Regions from separate parts of the Mus musculus genome. Here region 1 is linked to region 2. A link is a contact called in public promoter capture Hi-C data. All regions are on one chromosome and are shown on one strand. Each heading gives the region's core, a stretch centred on a gene start, on an enhancer-like site or on the middle of the called end of the contact. The rest is flanking DNA. Distances are from core to core; before and after follow the strand shown.

The links. Promoter capture Hi-C pulls out the DNA fragments that hold promoters and counts their contacts.
Region 1: a promoter capture Hi-C map of liver shows a contact between it and region 2, with 4 times the contacts expected there. The contact joins the promoter of Ephx2 here to the promoter of Zfp395 in region 2. A contact is called at or near these places in 4 of 39 promoter capture datasets (the 3T3-L1 cell line, 3T3-L1-derived adipocytes, hippocampal neurons and 1 more).

What each region holds. Positions count from the first base shown.
Region 1 is chr14:66,122,559-66,127,697 of GRCm38.p6, reverse strand. Ephx2 (epoxide hydrolase 2, cytoplasmic) reads left to right here and starts at 3,176. Exons shown (of 19, transcript NM_007940.4): 1 at 3,176-3,363. The coding sequence starts at 3,263.
Region 2 is chr14:65,356,668-65,361,501 of GRCm38.p6, reverse strand. Zfp395 (zinc finger protein 395) reads right to left here and starts at 2,826. Exons shown (of 10, transcript NM_199029.2): 1 at 2,747-2,826.

The DNA.
Region 1 (5,139 bases), core at 1,927-4,426, 770 kb before region 2:
CCAGGGGACCCAACACCCAACATCTTTCTGCCAAAACAACTAAAACCATCTCCTAAACCTTCTTCCTGAAATTATTTGAATCCAATCAGGAATGTTACAAAGTCATTAATTCATCTAAACAGCATTAATTCATGAAAGTTCATCTTCATGTTGATCTGCAGGAAATGTACCCAAAGGATGCCCAGGACTCATTAGACTATGTAATGATAGCAGGAAAGTCATATCATCAGGGAGAAACAATCCTGGGATGAAGTCTTTCAGGCTGTGCCTCCCCAGAGTGCACCCACTATAGCCATGGAAACAGTGGGCTATCTCCAGGAAACTCACTTGCTAGACAGAGCCTGTCCTGGATGGCTTCTGTCAGTTGGGGGTCACCACAACATGAGGAACTGTATTAAAGGGTCACAGCATTAGGAAGGTTGAGAAGCACAACTCTAGAGGCTCGCAGAGAGTTGCTGGGCTTCGGTTTCTATTTAAAGCTTGAAGAAGCTAGTTCTATCAGTAGCAAAGAATCAGCAGCAGCAGCAATGGGGGAAATGAACTTCTCAAGAGTGAAGGCTAAGATAACAAAGCAGTGACCCTTCCTTCCAGGTCTTTTTATCTGGGCTGCTACCAGAAGACGCCACCCACATTTCGGATAGGTCTCCCCTCACCAACTAAGCTGACCAAGACAGCCCCCCATCCCCCCAGGTATGCCCACCATCCAACCTCATTCAGACAAATCCCCATTCTGAGTTGTGTCAAACTGACAACTACAGATTTCCATCACGCTAACCAAGGATGATTGCTGTTTGAAGATGGAATTTCATTTTTTGAGACTTCACAGTTTTCTTTTTAAGGAGGGGTTTGTGAATTCCATTTTTCGTAGCCATGTTTTTCTTCTTTGCTTTGTAACTGTTATACACATATTCATTTGGCCTCAGCAACACTCTACCTGTCAGAATGTAGAGGTGTGCAACAGAAACCACGTTTGCTTTTTCAAACCCATGATGTATTAACTATGAGTAATTGGGAGGTGTGTTAAATATTGATAATTGTCAGAAGTATTAAATATGGGTGATGAAACAGACATATAAAGTATGAGTCATGAGGTAGACCAACAAAATCTCTGAAAGGATTTGTTTCCAGGCAGCCAAACCTTTAAGAAAGAAACACCACCAGGGATCTAGAAGCTGCTACCTCTGCCCCAGTCAGCTGACTGGGAACCAAGTCAGAGCATGTGGCTCAGTGGGCAGCCAGGGGTAAGCAACTCTAAGGTCTTTGGATGGAGTAGCTGGGCCAAGGTTTGTGTTAAGTAGTAACATAGGAATCTCCTGTTTGGGGGCCAACTGTCTACTATCATAACAATACCAAAGGTTATTAGCTTAGAGAAGGAAAGGGTATTTTCTGGTTCACAGATTTGGAAATGTCTTCCCACGAATGGTTGACCTCATTGACCTCAAAGCAACAGTACATAACAAAACCTGTCACCTCAGGGACAGAATGCAAAGGAGAGAAACAATGAGGGGCCAGGGTCCCAATATATTCTTGAAAGACGTATCTCCAATGACCAGAAGACCTCCCTTGGGCCTTCAACTCTTCAAAGTTTGGCTCTCTCATAACAGTGCCATTGGTTGGGGGTCAAATCTTTAGAGAAGATTTAACCAAGTCATAGGCTCTTGGAAGGAGCCGTTGTTGAAGGTGAGACCAAAGCAGAGTTCAGCCTTAGTCTGGAGCCTTGGAGGACCATTTCATGGCCAAGCAAAGTTGTTGGATGTGCAAATCTGGAACTCAAAGGAAAGTCTGTCAAATCAGAGACTTATTTAAGAGTTTGTATACAAGCTTATATATGCAGCTGAGGTTAACACTGAGTGCTTGAGCCTTCTACCTCTGCATCTGGAATGCTGGAATTACAGGCAGACGGGACCATACCCAGCTCACGTTCTCTCTCGTTCTGTCTTCAGGCCCAGGACCATCTCCTTCCTTCCTTCCTTCCTTCCTTCCTTCCTTCCTTCCTTCCTTCCTCCCTCCCTCCCTCCCTCCCTCCCTCCCTCCCTCCCTCCCTCCCTCCCTCTCTCTCTCTCTCTCTTTCTTTCTTTCTTTCTTTCTTTTTTTTTTCTTCAGTTTTTCAAGACAGGGTTTCTCTATATGGCCCTGGCTGTCCTGGAACTCACTTTGTGGCCTCGAACTCAGAAATCTGCCTGCCTCTGCCTCCCAAGTGCACCACCATGCCCAGCTATCTCGTTTATTTCTTAAACACTCCATCCACTACAGGCACTCTCAAAAGACCCTTTCTGTTCTCAGGGCAACACCCCCACATTTTCAGCCACTTTCCATTTCTTAGGTGTGAATCTCAGAAAACACAAACTGCCCCAGACAAGACTTGAGGCAAGAAGAGGAAGTGTCTGAAAGACTCACAAAAATTAACCCACAGTAGGGCCATTTCCCACCACCTAACACGCAGCAACCAGAGCAAAGGAAGAAGCCAATTCCCGGTTTCAGTAAGGGAGGCAGTCTTTCACAACAGCCTTGGACTAAACGGTGGATTTGTTAATTAACTCATTAGTAGAGGAGGTTTCTCTTTTTTCTCTTAACTAGGGAGAGCACTGGGCCAAGGGGCAGGAAGGTTCCAGAAACCTCCAAGAAGCCCAGCTCACTTTTAAACAATACAGTGTAGAAAAAGGAAACAGACTCGATTAATTTCTTTTAATCCTCAAGAGAAAAAGTATTCTGGGTTAGCACACCAAGACAGGAGGCTGTCTTGCATTCCAGAAACACTGCTAGAAGAAGCAGGCAGATGTGAGGGGGTTGCAAAGATGTGGACCACATTTAGAGAAGAGGGTCCACAGATCCCAACATACATGGGATATGCCAATCAAGACCAAATACTGAAGGAGAAAATGTTTAGAATATTCCGTCTCCTCCAACCTGCCTCCTCAAGACCCCTCTCTCCCCATACCAAGCCTGTTTCCAAACGGTCAAAGTCTGAGAATTGGGGAGCCTTGGCAGGGTTTCTAGTCCTTAGGCTAAGGAGGAAAAAGTGGCCAAGACCAGGATTGACACTTGGGTGGGACATCCAGCAAGAAGCTCCGGGCTAGGCAGCTGATCAGTAGGCAGGGCAGTGTCAGTACTGGGCGGGGCGGGGCGGGGCGGGGCGGGGCGAGGGGCGGTGCTGAGATTGGCACGACCCTAATCTTAGGTTCCCACAGCCAGCCTCCCCACTCTAGGCCACAGCCTTCCAGCTTCGTGTCTGTGTCAGCTTGACGCTGCAGCCCGGGCCGCCATGGCGCTGCGTGTAGCCGCGTTCGACCTTGACGGAGTGCTGGCCCTCCCCTCTATCGCCGGGGCTTTCCGCCGCAGCGAAGAGGCCCTGGCACTGCCTAGGTAAGGGGAGCCGCGCTGGGTCAGTGTCCCGCCTGGTGCCCTGTCCATACGTCCAGCCCAGGTTTCAAATTGCTTTCCAGGTGAGCCTGGGCAAGATCAAAATCATTACCTGGTGTTAAAATGCCAGCGTGCACGAGTAGATCTATTGCCCTTCTAAATGCTAAGTAATTAAAACTTGCTTTAAAAAAAAACTCCTTCATGAAAAGAGGCGTTATTACCATTTGCTGCCGGATTAATGCTACTGAACTGGGTCTTTAAAATACCCGCCGCGATTTACAAGAAAGTTCAGTCCTAGGCCAGCGTTATAGGAGAACTAGTGCAAGAGCAGGTTACAGAAATGTCCCACAGCCCAGGGAAACGGGAACCTGGGAGGCAGTCACTAATATCAGAAAGTAGTAGCTCTGATTCAGACCGAGGAGGGAGGAAGCAGGAAACAGTAGAAAATGTCTGGAATAAATATATCAAAATATCCAGACATGGGACTGGAGAGACGACTAAAGTTAAGAAAGTGCTCTTTCGAGCCACCATGTGGTTTCTGGGATTTGAACTCAGGACCTTTGGAAGAGCAGGGCAATAGTGGCACACGCCTTTAATCCCAGCACTTGGGAGGCAGAGGCAGGCGAATTTCTAAGTTTGAGGCCAGCTTGGTCTACAGAGTGAGTTCCAGGACAGCCAGGGCTACACAGAGAAACCCTGTCTCGAAAAAAAAAAAAAAAGCAAAACACAAAAACAAACAAGAAAGAAAGAAAGAGAAAGAAAGAAAGAAAGAAAGAAAGAAAGAAAGAAAGAAAGAAAGAAAGAAAGAAAGGTGTTCTTGCTGAACTTTTGAGGCCCAGCAACCAAGTCAGGCGGCTCCGGCGGATCTGACTCCCCCTTCTGACGTCTTATGATACCTGTATGCACAGATGCACACACAAACACATAATTTAAGGCCATTGTTTAAGACAGGGTTTCTCTGTGTAGCCCTAGCTGTCCTGGGACTAGCTTTATAGAGCAGTCTAGCCTCGAACTCAAAAGAGCCGCTTGTCTTTGCCTTCTAAGTGCTGAGACTAAAGGCACCCCCACCACCCAGCTACATGTAATTTAAGAAGTAATAACAATAATTTTTTAAAGATCCAGACATCATTCATTGTATCTGAGTTCATGTATAATTTTTTTCTACTTTTTTCTCTTTTTATTTTCCAAACTTTCAGTTTAAAAAAGATGTTTTATAATCAGAAAGGAGGAAAACATATTTATTTTTAAAAAAATTAAAAAAAAAATGAAAGATCACTCTAGTATCACCCAAGGAAAAGAACAAATGGGTAATTTCAAATTACCACTGAGGGGAAGAGGCCTAAGGGCAGCTTGAGTCTGGGAGATCTGCCTCATTTGATGGTTCTTGAATTCTTATGATAACAAAGGCCAACCGGGATTAACCTTTATACTATAGAAATCTTGCAAGTCAACCCAAAGGATGCAGAGAGCGGCTTGTTTGATCACACTGTAGGTGGCCTCAGCCTTGCTTGATCACACAGTAGGTAGCCTCCCTGGCTGAATACCGTGTTCCTATGCTCAGTGTAGCTTCCTCCCTCTCTGGCTCGTTGTGACTTTGTATCTTCCTCAGCTGCTGTTCTGGAAAAGTTTCTGTCTCAGGGTGAATAAACACATCAATAACTAAGAAGCACAAATAAACAAGTGGCTACAATGTCTATCTCAATGGGTCACACTGCCGAGGCTAATTGGAATTTGACAGAGAACTACATTTGAAAGTGAAAAGCCACCTACCTTGTGCTT
Region 2 (4,834 bases), core at 1,577-4,076:
AGGGAAGAAGAGAAAAGGAGAGGAAGGTAGAAAAGAGGAAGGAACCAAAGGAAAGAACAGGAGAAAGGAGGAGAGAACATGGCCCTTACGGCCTCCAGTCCCATCCCTCAAGCTCCTCTCCCCCTCAATTCACTGATTCTGCATCTCAGAGAAGTAAGCAGCTGAAACGAAAATCCCAGCTCATGCCACAACCTTCTGTAACCTTATTCTTCAAATTCAGATGTTGCACGCTGACACTTGGGGGATTTGTTCAGCAAATCACCCTAAGTCACTCTTGCAAAAGAGAGCAGACTCCAGTGGACAGGAAAAAAAATTCAAAAGAGTGCCGGCTCCCTTCTATGCCTTCTCACCAGAATCCTGAGACAGGGTTACTGGATGGGACTGGGATAAACCAGACCCACACAAAAGGTCCTAAATTCCTGTCTTCCTTTAACTGGTCTTGCTGTTCATCCCTCTCTGCACAAACAGTGCAGGAGACTTACATCTCGGTAAAGAGTAAAGTTCAGCACGCAGCAGAGTCTAACATTCTCCTCCAGCAAAGCCCACCCCACTTCCCTCCACCCCCACCCCTGCTTACAATAAATGGCCTCATTTCCCTAGAAGCCCACTCCCCGGCATTGCTCCTCCACATCCAGGGCCAAATCCAGACAGTGTCCAGTAAAAGGTCAAAACAGAAGCCCTGCAGGTCAGACCCTCAGTCCTGCATGGATTCTCTGCTGCTCCTACAACCAAAACAACTGCGAGCTTGTTCCCTGGGTTCCCTGACGGGTCTCCATACACTCTGCTCCAGGGCATAACCTATCAGAGCCACAGTTACTAACACCAACATACCTACTTCCAGATAAAACAAAAGAGACCTCTCTAGGGCCCAAGTGGCAATCATCTTCTCTGCAAAACACACATTTTAGAGTCCGGTTAACAACTACAGCAGCTCCAGGCCCTGGTGTGTGATCAGCTTCCTCCAGGAATTAATTCCTATTCATTTCTTCCCTTCACCCACCCCGTCAACAGATTACTTCAACAGCAGTGTCTTCCAGTAAAACCAAGTCCAAACCCACAGCACTCCAAAAGTGCAACAGGCTACTTCACTGGTCTGTCTCCTAACATCAGATTCAAAACTCTTTACCAATATCCTTGTTACCTCATCCCCTGGTCTACTGTCTTCCCAGTCCACCCTGGATAAAAGTCCAATTCTCAGTCTGACTTTCTAGGACTTTCACAATCTCAGCCACTATTCCTCTCTCTATCTCTTACTGTTCAGGAAACATTCCAGGAGGGCCAAGGCCATCTCCTGGACTCTAGAGAAACCCATATTCATCTCCACTTTGTATCCCATTTTCATAAATCCCATCTTTCAAGGACACATAGCCCAGGCCTGGTAATTCCAGTCCATAGCTCCCTCCCTCCCTGTGACCTCCAACAGCACCCAGTTCTGCACCTGGCATTGTGACAACTAACTGTGCCCCATCTGGAGTCATATTTCACATGCTCAAGTCTTTCTATGTCCTCCAAGAGATTACAAGCCCCGACGGGTGTTATCTATGAGTCTTCTATTGCCTTTCTCACCAAGACAAGCAAGCCCTTGGACATCCTTTTGTAAACTTGTCACCTGTGAACTCCTCCTTCTGACTGAGTCTTGCCAGGGAATTATCCACAGGTGGAAATTATTTCAAACTGAGTTCCGTATTCCCTTCCCCACCTTTATCTCCCATGCCTCCTGTGCCTGAGCCTGCACAGTAACTTTGCAGCCCTTGCACGTTCATTTGCATTTGAGCTCTCAAATCATTTCTCTCTCATAGCTTTCAGAGACATCATCCAGAAAGCTTGGCAGTGGGAAGAGGGCAGAGTGGCTTCTCAGAGGTACCTGTGGGCTAACCAATTTCCTTGTGTTTCACCCTTCCAAAGCAAGAACCTCTATTTACACAACCCCCCTTAGAAGGATGTCCTCAGGCTACAATACCTGTTGATTGCTCAGTTTGAAACAAACTGCTCCACTTTACACCATTCTGTTAAGGGATCTTGCAGAAAGCAGTGAAGAACTATAGATAGCCCCTGTGCCATGGCCTGGCATCATGGGAACCCATGCCTGGTGGAAGTCCTCCAGAACCACAGGAAAGGGAGGGATGGAAAACAGGGCTCCTGCAAGATTGCTGGCAGGTGGGTCTCTTTAGATCTCCAAGAGGGCCCTAAAGTGAAGGTGCAGAGCCTTAACTCCCAGGCAGGAAGCCTTGGAATTGTTTGCCCATGACAAACTCCCTTTGCAGGCCCCCATGGGCCACTCCAGAGGCCCACAGTGCCACGGCCCGGGAGGGACCCGGGGTGAGCCCGGAAGGCTTAGAGCCAAGGGGGCGGCGAAAGGGGCCGCAAGAAGGGGGTTGAGAGAGGGTGTGTCGCGAGGCCAGTCCCGCAGCACGGCACTCTCTGGTTATGGAGAGGGCAGGGGCGCGCATAGCGCAGGGCTGACGGCTCAGCCGGAAAGGGAGCAGGTTAACAGGTCAGTGTGGCCCCGCGAGGCCACTCCCGGCCACCACTCAAAGTTGGGAGGGAGATCGGGCCGTAGGACCCGCGACATAAACAAGGCGACGCGTGAGAGGGAGAGCGGCCACCCCCACCCAGTCACCCCGCCAGCGCCGCAGCAGCCCCGGTCCTGCCCGGGCCGCGCGAGCCTCCCGGGTCTCCCACCCACCCCTGGCTGTCGGCCCCAAACCCGGGCTGCAACCCATGCGAGGTCCCGCGCGCAGCTCACCTCGGCCGGCCACTGACCCAGACAGCTCGGCTCCCTGCAGCGGCCGCGGCCCTGCCCGCCACCGGCGCGGCCCCTGCACTGCGCCGCCTCCCGCGCCGCCGCCTTCGCGCCCACCTGGCCGGCCTGCCCTCCCTCTCCGGGACACTGCGCTCACGTACGCGGCCGCGGCCACAACCCGGCCCGGATTCCCCCGCCCGGGAAGGGAGCGCGCCGAGCCGCTCGCAGCCAGTCCGCCCGCGAGCCAGCCAGACGCAGGGACACACCCCCGGCCACGCGCGCGCACGACTCGCGCGCCCCCAGCCCCAGCCCCGGACGTGCGCGCGCGCGCTCCACACACCCTGCTTGGCGGTACACAGTGGGCGCTCAATAAGTGCTGGAGCGACTCCTCTCACACATGCGCACTTGAACCTGACCGAGTTGTGACCCACTTCCCCAGCCCCCACCCCGAAATCCGAGCGTTCAGCACCACCCGGAACCGAACTAGCGTATCTGCTACCCCCGCGCCTCCTTTTTTTTTTTTTTGACTCCCCCCCCGACCCCCCCCCCAACTGAACTGCAAACCCAACCAAAGTTTCTGGCTGTTGTTTTTCCAGCGCGCCCCAGGGCGGGAAAGGAAGCCAGAAGCTCTAGGCGCCAGGGACAGGAGCTTGGCGAGGGCGACAGGGACCCGAGGCCGGGTAGCGGGAGGCGGCGCGCGAGGGCGGAAGCGCTTGAAAACCCAACCTTTCCATTTCGCTTTGGACCAAGAGTGTTCTTCTCCAGTTTTATGACTTTTATTCGTTTGTAGTTGTAGCGCGAGGCGATGTTTACTGTTTCTGGAATTAAATAGGAGAAAGTTAACTATTAGCCTTCAGCCCTTGTGTAAACAATACCGGTTGCTTTTTGGCACCGTTAGGCTCTGGCTTTTGGATAATTTGTAACAGGGAGAATCGAAGCGGTTCCATTGTGTAGTTCTGTGTTTTTTCTAGATAAGGCCAAGGACAGTGGAGAGGGGTGTGTGCGAATGTCTAAGTGTGTGTGAGTGTGTGTGTGTGTGTGTGTTTACAATCAAATTTAATGAGTAAAAGAGTAATAGCCCCTCCCTTCTCAAAAAAAAAGTTTTAAAATACTTCGAAGTTGCAGTTCACCTCCAATTTTGGACTTCCTGTGTTTCTAGGAGGCCGTGGAGTGTTAGTAGAGCTTGGGAATCACATCCCATTTTAAGAGCTGAGTTAGCATTGGCATCTTTAGCAGGTTCAGCCCTAAACACATCAGCTTCTTGATCTATAAAACAAAGCAGTGTAACTAGAGATAGTGCCTAGCTCACGGCAAATGAAAAACAATATGTCCTGGGAACTGGCAAGAGGGCTCGTGGGTAACACTGCTTGTGACCAAGTCTGATGTCACAAGTTAGAGCCCCAACATGCACAACATAGCGGAGGGAATCAACTCCAGCCCTGTACATACACAATAAATACATTTTAAAAAAATAGTATGTCCTTTTTTCTGCCCTCAACTATTTGTTGAAATAAAATTATCCAACTGGAATCAAAATTCCTACAGGAGATGATTCTCAACTAGGGGTGATTTTTTTTATCCCTAATAATATTAATTTGTCCTTAAAATATCTAGATATATTTTTACTGGTGTTGGGAGGGTGATTTCTCACTGTCATTTAAGCTGCTGAAGGCTAAGTATTCCACCAATATCCTGCTGTGCACAAGACAGCCCCACATGGATGAATTAACTAGTTTCAAATGCCTGCCTTACCTGCTCTAGGATCAGCCTGCCCAGGGTGTAGTTCACCCAAGACTGCTTCTCCCTTTTAATTCTCAACCTCAGGAAAAAGTTCTGTTTCCAGATAAGAATAAAGTGTTATAGGGCATCACATCGGTGACTTTATTTAATACACAAAGCCTTCCCTTAACATGAAGATATGGATTGGAAATGTACACTTTATGATTAAAGGGACATATGCAGTCCATGCATGGCTTTCTGTTCTTGTTCCAGTTGTCCCCAAATGCTTCTGTATAGTCAGTCCCTCCTCTCAAGTCTTTCTTGATCACCCTGAAGTTTGCAATACAGTCTCTGCCCCAAGGAACGCTTGGC